Regions from separate parts of the Bicyclus anynana genome. Here region 1 is linked to region 2. A link is a contact called in public Hi-C data. All regions are on one chromosome and are shown on one strand. The core of a region is the stretch at or near the end of the contact, and the rest is flanking DNA. Distances in the headings are between cores, read along the strand shown.

Region 1 (3,536 bases), core at 493-2,992, 100 kb after region 2:
TTGTTTTTAGTCGAAAGAGTTCTACTAACACGATGTTCATCATCATCATATCAGCCGATGGACGTCCACTGCAGGACATAGACCTTTTGTAGGGACTTCCAAACATCACGATACTGAGCCACCTGCATCCAGCGAATCCCTGCGACTCGCTTGATGTCGTCAGTCCACCTGGTGGGGGGTCGGCCAACACGATGTTAATAGAGATGTATTGTCAACAGAGCTGGGAGTTGCTAGTGCTGTCGAAGCTGAAGTGGGACGTGGCGGGCGTGACGGCGCACGACTTCCTGCCTCTTCTGATGTCACGCCTGCCGCTCAGGGGCCGTGTTAACACGGAGATGATTCATCGGCACGCGCAGACTTTCATCTCCCTTGCTGCTAGAGGTAAGAACTTCATTGAGCACACTTAACAGTGTCAAAATGATCATTTTGAAGTTCGTAGCAAATACGTCAGATAGGCCTCTCCTTTAAGGTTAAGAAAGAAATAAGTGTAAAGTAGAAGTTGCTCCTGAAATTGCTTGTGATCCTGACCTTGGGAGACTTTTTACAAGCCTCCTTTGACCTATTACAAGAAGTTTGTGCTCTCGAGTACGTCAATAATTGTCTGCGGAGTAGGGATCAAACCTTGACCAATCGGATTTTAAACCGGCCTTCATTTTATCTGGGTTGTCTTCTTATTGTTACGCCACTGCCATTTGACTGTAGTTTGTCCTTGGCAGCATATTGTAGGAGTGCAAGTATGCTGGGCTGAATACTGTATTTTTACTATTTATAGAAAATTATTCTGCTTTAGAAAGGTACTTTCACAATATCGTAGTATTTTCACGAATCATATCGTTATCATTATATTGTACCTATTGATGTTTATGATAATTCAATCGTCTATAACTTAGAATGTACTTTCAAGCACTAGATAATAATATGTACTTTATATGTAGGGTGTAGAGTAGAAGGTTTATTATGTGTGTCATCGTCTTAAATTATATGCGTCTACGTACAGAGGTCATTCTCGTTTTATCTATCAAATCATAAAATTGGCTATAAAACTCAACCTTTACTTAATGAATTCCAAGTATCCCAATGTTATTTATGTCTATTAGTAATGGTTTGAGAATTAATATTAATATTTGATTTTATTCGTGAATTTGGAGACTCTGTTTTATTTCTTTGTTTGAAAATTAATATTCAGCTCTCAATCATTCATCTCTCCATTCAAACAATGTTCGGGGCGTTTTGTTGCGGTGGTAGACACAGACAGACAATTAGCATCTCAGTACCACGTCATGTCACGACTCTGTCGCACCAGTCGCTTCGAATATGCATGCCGTGTCAAGAGTCAGTGAACCTCGACACGTCTACTAGTGCGCAGTTTCTAAGGGTGAATGATGGTCCATTCATTCTCGAATATTCTATACAGTTCTGAAAGCAAGACTAGAATACTACTTGGGTAGCTTTGTATACCTTTGTATTGTGTAACCTTGGGTCCGCATCCGCTTTCTAACCTTTGAAAGCTCCAGGAAAGAAGTTACCTACCAAAGTTAGATTTCAAAGGGACACTTACGTCTTTTAGACGTTAGGATGACTAGTACCCACCACATACAGATCGCTTGTAATAAATTCCTTTCCAAGGGAGATATCGAAAGTGGGCGCAGGGCCAGTCGGGATGTGTATAGGTTTGTTTACAGAGAGGGTAGAGCGAGGGCGCGTGTGTGGTGCGCCGGCGGCGGCGCCTCCCACGCCGCTCGCCCGAGCGCATTCCAGCACGCCTCGGGACTCCCCCGCGCGCCCCGCTCCCCCGTATCCCTCATGGGATCATATGTTTTTGTGCAACGGTTTTTGTTGTTCCCCGCCGCTGTCGTGTTGTTTTTTTGGCGGTGAAGTTCACGCTACAGCTTCTTTTATTTCACTTGCTCCACAGATATCATCTCGTACTTACCGCGGAGACTAATTTTATCTCGTGTCTCTACTGTATGATTGTTTATTGTGTGTGTTTTGTTGAATAATACCTACTATTATTATAATAAGTACCCATTTACTACTATACAATTAAGTCTGACATTTTAACTTCGAATTGAAGACCAGACCAGTTGCTGAAATGATACGAGAAATTGTTAATTTGTATGTAGTTATAGCGTCGGCACAAATTGATGAGCAGGATTTATTGCAAAAATAGTACTTGCGGATCCCAATTTTCGCAAATAATGTATAGGATAATTGGTTAGAAGGTATGCGTCCTTGGGGGCACGTAAGTGGCCGCCGCCTCAAAGGGGTTTCGCTCGCGAGCACAGTTCGCGCTATCGAACGAGCCCACATTATGTATCATTATTTGAATGGCACAATTTACTGAAGCGAAATAAAACATGCAAGGTTTAATAAAATCGTAATGGTCCCTTTCAAAATGGGCATACGCTTTAGGGGTCGTTCCATTTACGCTGCAGTATGATTGATATCTCAATTTTAATAGCTAATTCAGCCTAGGGTTAATTAAATGTAGGAATGCGTTCACATACCAACGAACGAAGATAGAATGGCGTCAATTACCGACGGATATCTTATCTCTGTCGGGAGTTTTCAGAGCGGATAGAGTGCGAGTGCAGGCGACTAGAAAGGTAGGTGCGGCAGAAGTGTAGAACACCTATTTGTTCCGGCGGGCAGTACGAAGTTACGTACTCACTATCGCGGCCTCGCGAGAGCGTTCACCTTGCGAATAGACTGCGGCGCCCGCCCGCACCGGCCGTCTATTGCCCACACTTCATGTTCAAGGATAATACGGCGATTATGTCATCGCCCATGGGCGCATATGTCGCGCTTTACGACTGCGGCTTTTAAATATATACGAGCATATTGATACCCGGTACGATCGCTGAATTATTGAGTGGCTACGAAACTACATTTAAGCTAGAGCCTGGTTGCAATTTGGCTCGCTGGCAATCGAAAAAGTCTTCAGTGCAGTACATGCCTCAGGATATCGAAAAAATGAACTCTAGAAGGACACTTTATATCTTAGAAGTTAGAATCGAAAACTGGGTATTGCTTTTTACACAGTTAAGGGATATTGCATATTGAAAATGCAGATCGCTACGATGCCTGTTGGTCCTATGATAACAGACCGAAAGATTAACTTCTATAGTTCCTGAGTTTACCTTTTCTTCGAAATAAATATAGTAAACCGATAGGCAACCTTCGGCGATGTTCCTAACTTTTTTTTTATTGAGAAAGAATACAATAAGGAACTTAAGCTAACTTATCTTAAATAGGTGGCAAGGATACTGGTTGCATTTCCGCGCTGGACAGCCAGGCTGATCCTTTGAGCCAGCATTTCTGTCACCAGTCGAGGCAACTACGAGTAGCCGCGGATCCTAACTTATTTTTATTGGTTTAGTTCGAAAATATTGTTGTTTAACTTTCAGAGTATTACAATAAAGGCTTTAGTCTTTGTCCCGGTGGGTATCCAATGGCGCATGTTCCAACGGCCACTGAAGGACCGGTCGAGGCGGTAGGGCTCCGATGTTTGATTAACATCAGATTATGCAAATGCT
Region 2 (3,069 bases), core at 252-2,751:
ATACACTACTGTCTGTTTTATTTAAAAATACCAATCCTCGATAAATGGGCTTTTTAACACAATAAGAATTTTTTAATTCTAACCATTAGTTTGTATTTAAGGCAGAAGTACAAAATTAGGCGTTAAACGCGGGCTGATCTCCGCGCGCTCACTTTAAAATTCTATGTATCGGGATCTAATTAATAATTCTTTCTCGAGTATTTTTTATTTTCAACGGAGAATACAGAAAGCTAACATTTTAAAATAGTGAACATTCCAATGCTAACTGTAGCAAAGGTGAAATATAAAAATTAAACAATTTTTACTTTCTACCGTCGACATTTAATGCACTATGCCCATTACTATTACCACTACTTATGTGTTCTGTACTATTATGGAACATTTCCCCGGAATTGTTCTTGCTGTTGAATGAATTTTCAGTGGGACCAGACTCAACACGGAGAGGCTATGCTGGCTATGGTTCAATTTTCGCCCGCTTGGCTATTGCCGTACTTTTGACAACAGCCCTTACAATGAGGGAAATTCCGGGCAAATAAAATAAAATATGCAGACTCGAGTCGCTGATAGATAGTTCTTGATTAAGTATATTTTCTTGTTACAGAAAGTCATCTTTTTTTAGTTGGTGATGATCCCTGTGTATTTTCTGGAAGAAAAATTGTGCCAGTACCAGTGGGAGTTTTGTATTTTGGAACGATATTTAGAAAGTTTAATTAAAATAAATAAGCTGCCTAGATTATTTTTTTTCTTACTATTTAAATGTTTAATTTTATTTTTATGGTATAAAAATTACGGATTGCCTGAATATATGTTATGTAAAAACGAAATCGTAAATTATCATCATCATCATTATGCTCAGACCAACCATTGTATAGGACCTGCCTCACTAGATGTTACTTTTCTGTCAAAGTATATGATCAACGATCTAATGCTATTATAAAAGCTGTCTTTATTGAATCGATGTTAAATAGTTGTAATCGTGTTCGTCGGTTAAAGAGCTCCGTAAAAATACCTTTTTGTGTAGTTTAATGGTGTTAAAACGTACAAAAACTTCTAGTTTATTATAAGATATATAACAAATCTAAGCTCGTTTTCCTCAGAAAATGACAGACATTTTTTTTTGTGACTATGAGTGTGATACAGGTCCTTCTATAATTGGTCTGAATAGTAATGTGTAATGGCTGTTATAATCAACGACATTATATTATACCTACGGTACATAGACTGCATGTACGGTCCATACAAAAGGCACACAAAAGTTAAAGTAAATAAACTTACTTAAAACTTCGTTTTTGATGTGTAAAATGTATAATAATAATATAGCATTACAACTTGTAAGATAAAAATATCCAGCAGTGATTATAGTGAGTTTTGAAAAGTTTTGTTTTTTATGCTGGTGGACCGGAGGAATGCCTTGAAGTCATGGATGTACGGTGTAATACTTTTGCCTTTTCCTTAAGGGAAAGAATAAAGCTAAAAATGTCAGGCAAGTGACAGTGACAGATTTGATGTGGTGACAGATGACGGATAGTCTGTGATAAAAATTAAAATACCTTACAAAGAAACCAAGAAAGTACAAAGTTTGAGTGTTTTCTAATTTAAAATATTGTTGTTTATTTTGTAAAAGATAATATTATAGCAAAATGTCGGAAAGAAAAGTTTTAAACGTGAGTATTCATACTTTTTTCCAAACATTCATTGAATGCTTGGAATATGAATTTTAAATATGTAATTATAACCTTATCGCATTCTTCGGTTTTAGAAATACTATCCTCCGGATTTCGATCCTTCGAAAATTCCTCGTATGAAATTGGCGAAAAATCGTCAATACACAGTACGTTTGATGGCCCCATTTAACATGCGATGTGCAACTTGTGGCGAATATATTTATAAGGGGAAGAAGTTTAATGCACGAAAAGAAGATGTCGAGAATGAAGATTACCTGGGCATAAGAATATACAGATTTTACATAAAAGTAAGTTACTGGTTTTTATAGCCGTGATTGCCCAGTGGATATGCCTATACCTAGTACCTCTGCCTGCGATTCGGAGAGCTTAGTGTTAAATCCGGTCTGGGGCAAGCACCTCTAAATTTTCAGTTAGGTGCACTTTAAGAAATTAGATATCATGTAAAGGAGAAACAGAGAATTTTCTTAATTCTCTACATGTGTGAAGTCTACCAATCCCCATCGGGCCAGGGTGGTGGACTATTGGCCTAACCTCTCTCATTCTGAGAGGAGACTCCTTCTCAACAGAGCCGAACATGGGTTTTCAATGAAAAAGTAACTGTCTTGTTAATCTAGTGATTAGTCTACGTGGTTTTAGATCACAAGTTTAGAAGTCTTAACCACTCACCTTGGTTAGAATTCTTGATTATGTTCTAAAAAAATTACTTCTTTTTTTAAACAATGAAACACTTTTATCATTTCAGTGCACTCGCTGTCTGCAAGAAATATCTTTTAAGACAGATCCGAAGAATACAGATTATGAAATTGAGGCAGGTGCTACTAGAAATTTTATGGCATTAAAGTTGGCAGAGGAACAGGCTAAAAGGGAAGAAGAAGAACAAAAAGAGGAAGAGGCAAACAACCCTATGAAATTATTAGGTGCTCACTTTACTATTATACTAGCAGATCCCTCCACAGTTTCACTGTCTTAACTCCTGTTTCTGTGGGTATACAGAGATACTTTAGCCGATTTATTTATTAAGATGCCCCTGGATAGGTCTTTACTCACACTGTCATTATAGAGCACTTAAAATTATATACAAAGCTATTTAAACCAGGCATTAACTTTTTTCCAAACAAACGTTCTGTCTTAGAATGGGTATCCAAAGCTGCTCTAGTAAGATCTTACCAAATATTTGGATAGGCAGGGAGAACAACACAAGTGGAGAAGGGGAGGGTTAGCTGTCTAGGATAATTTTAACCCTACACCTGTTGGTCAGAAGTTCAGGACTCACTTTGCACACGCTGATAATGCAGCATTCAATTAATGAAAGACTTTAAAATAGGCCCTGTAGTTATTAGTACCTATTCATAACAAAATCAAATGTTATAATATTAGTACCTAT

The links. A called contact is a pair of places that touch in the nucleus more often than the background predicts.
Region 1: a contact with region 2 is called in a Hi-C map of whole body, with 2.7 times the contacts expected there. The contact joins the enhancer-like site here to the promoter of LOC112046039 in region 2. A contact is called at or near these places in 2 of 2 Hi-C or Micro-C datasets (whole body and whole larva).

What each region holds. Positions count from the first base shown.
Region 1 is chr6:12,679,544-12,683,079 of ilBicAnyn1.1, forward strand. It overlaps LOC112054501 (G1/S-specific cyclin-D3), which reads left to right. Exons shown (of 5, transcript XM_024094303.2): 3 at 219-381. Among protein-coding and RNA genes, the nearest start is that of LOC112054501, 25 kb to the left of the region's middle. Within about 2 kb of position 1,743, at least 8 of the 8 cell types and tissues checked have open chromatin away from gene starts, as enhancers often do.
Region 2 is chr6:12,577,622-12,580,690 of ilBicAnyn1.1, forward strand. It overlaps LOC112046039 (splicing factor YJU2), which reads left to right and starts at 1,502. Exons shown (of 5, transcript XM_052882083.1): 1 at 1,502-1,664; 2 at 1,760-1,972; 3 at 2,428-2,602. The coding sequence starts at 1,641. It overlaps LOC112046046 (forkhead-associated domain-containing protein 1-like), which reads left to right. Exons shown (of 16, transcript XM_052882160.1): 16 at 602-729. The coding sequence ends at 626.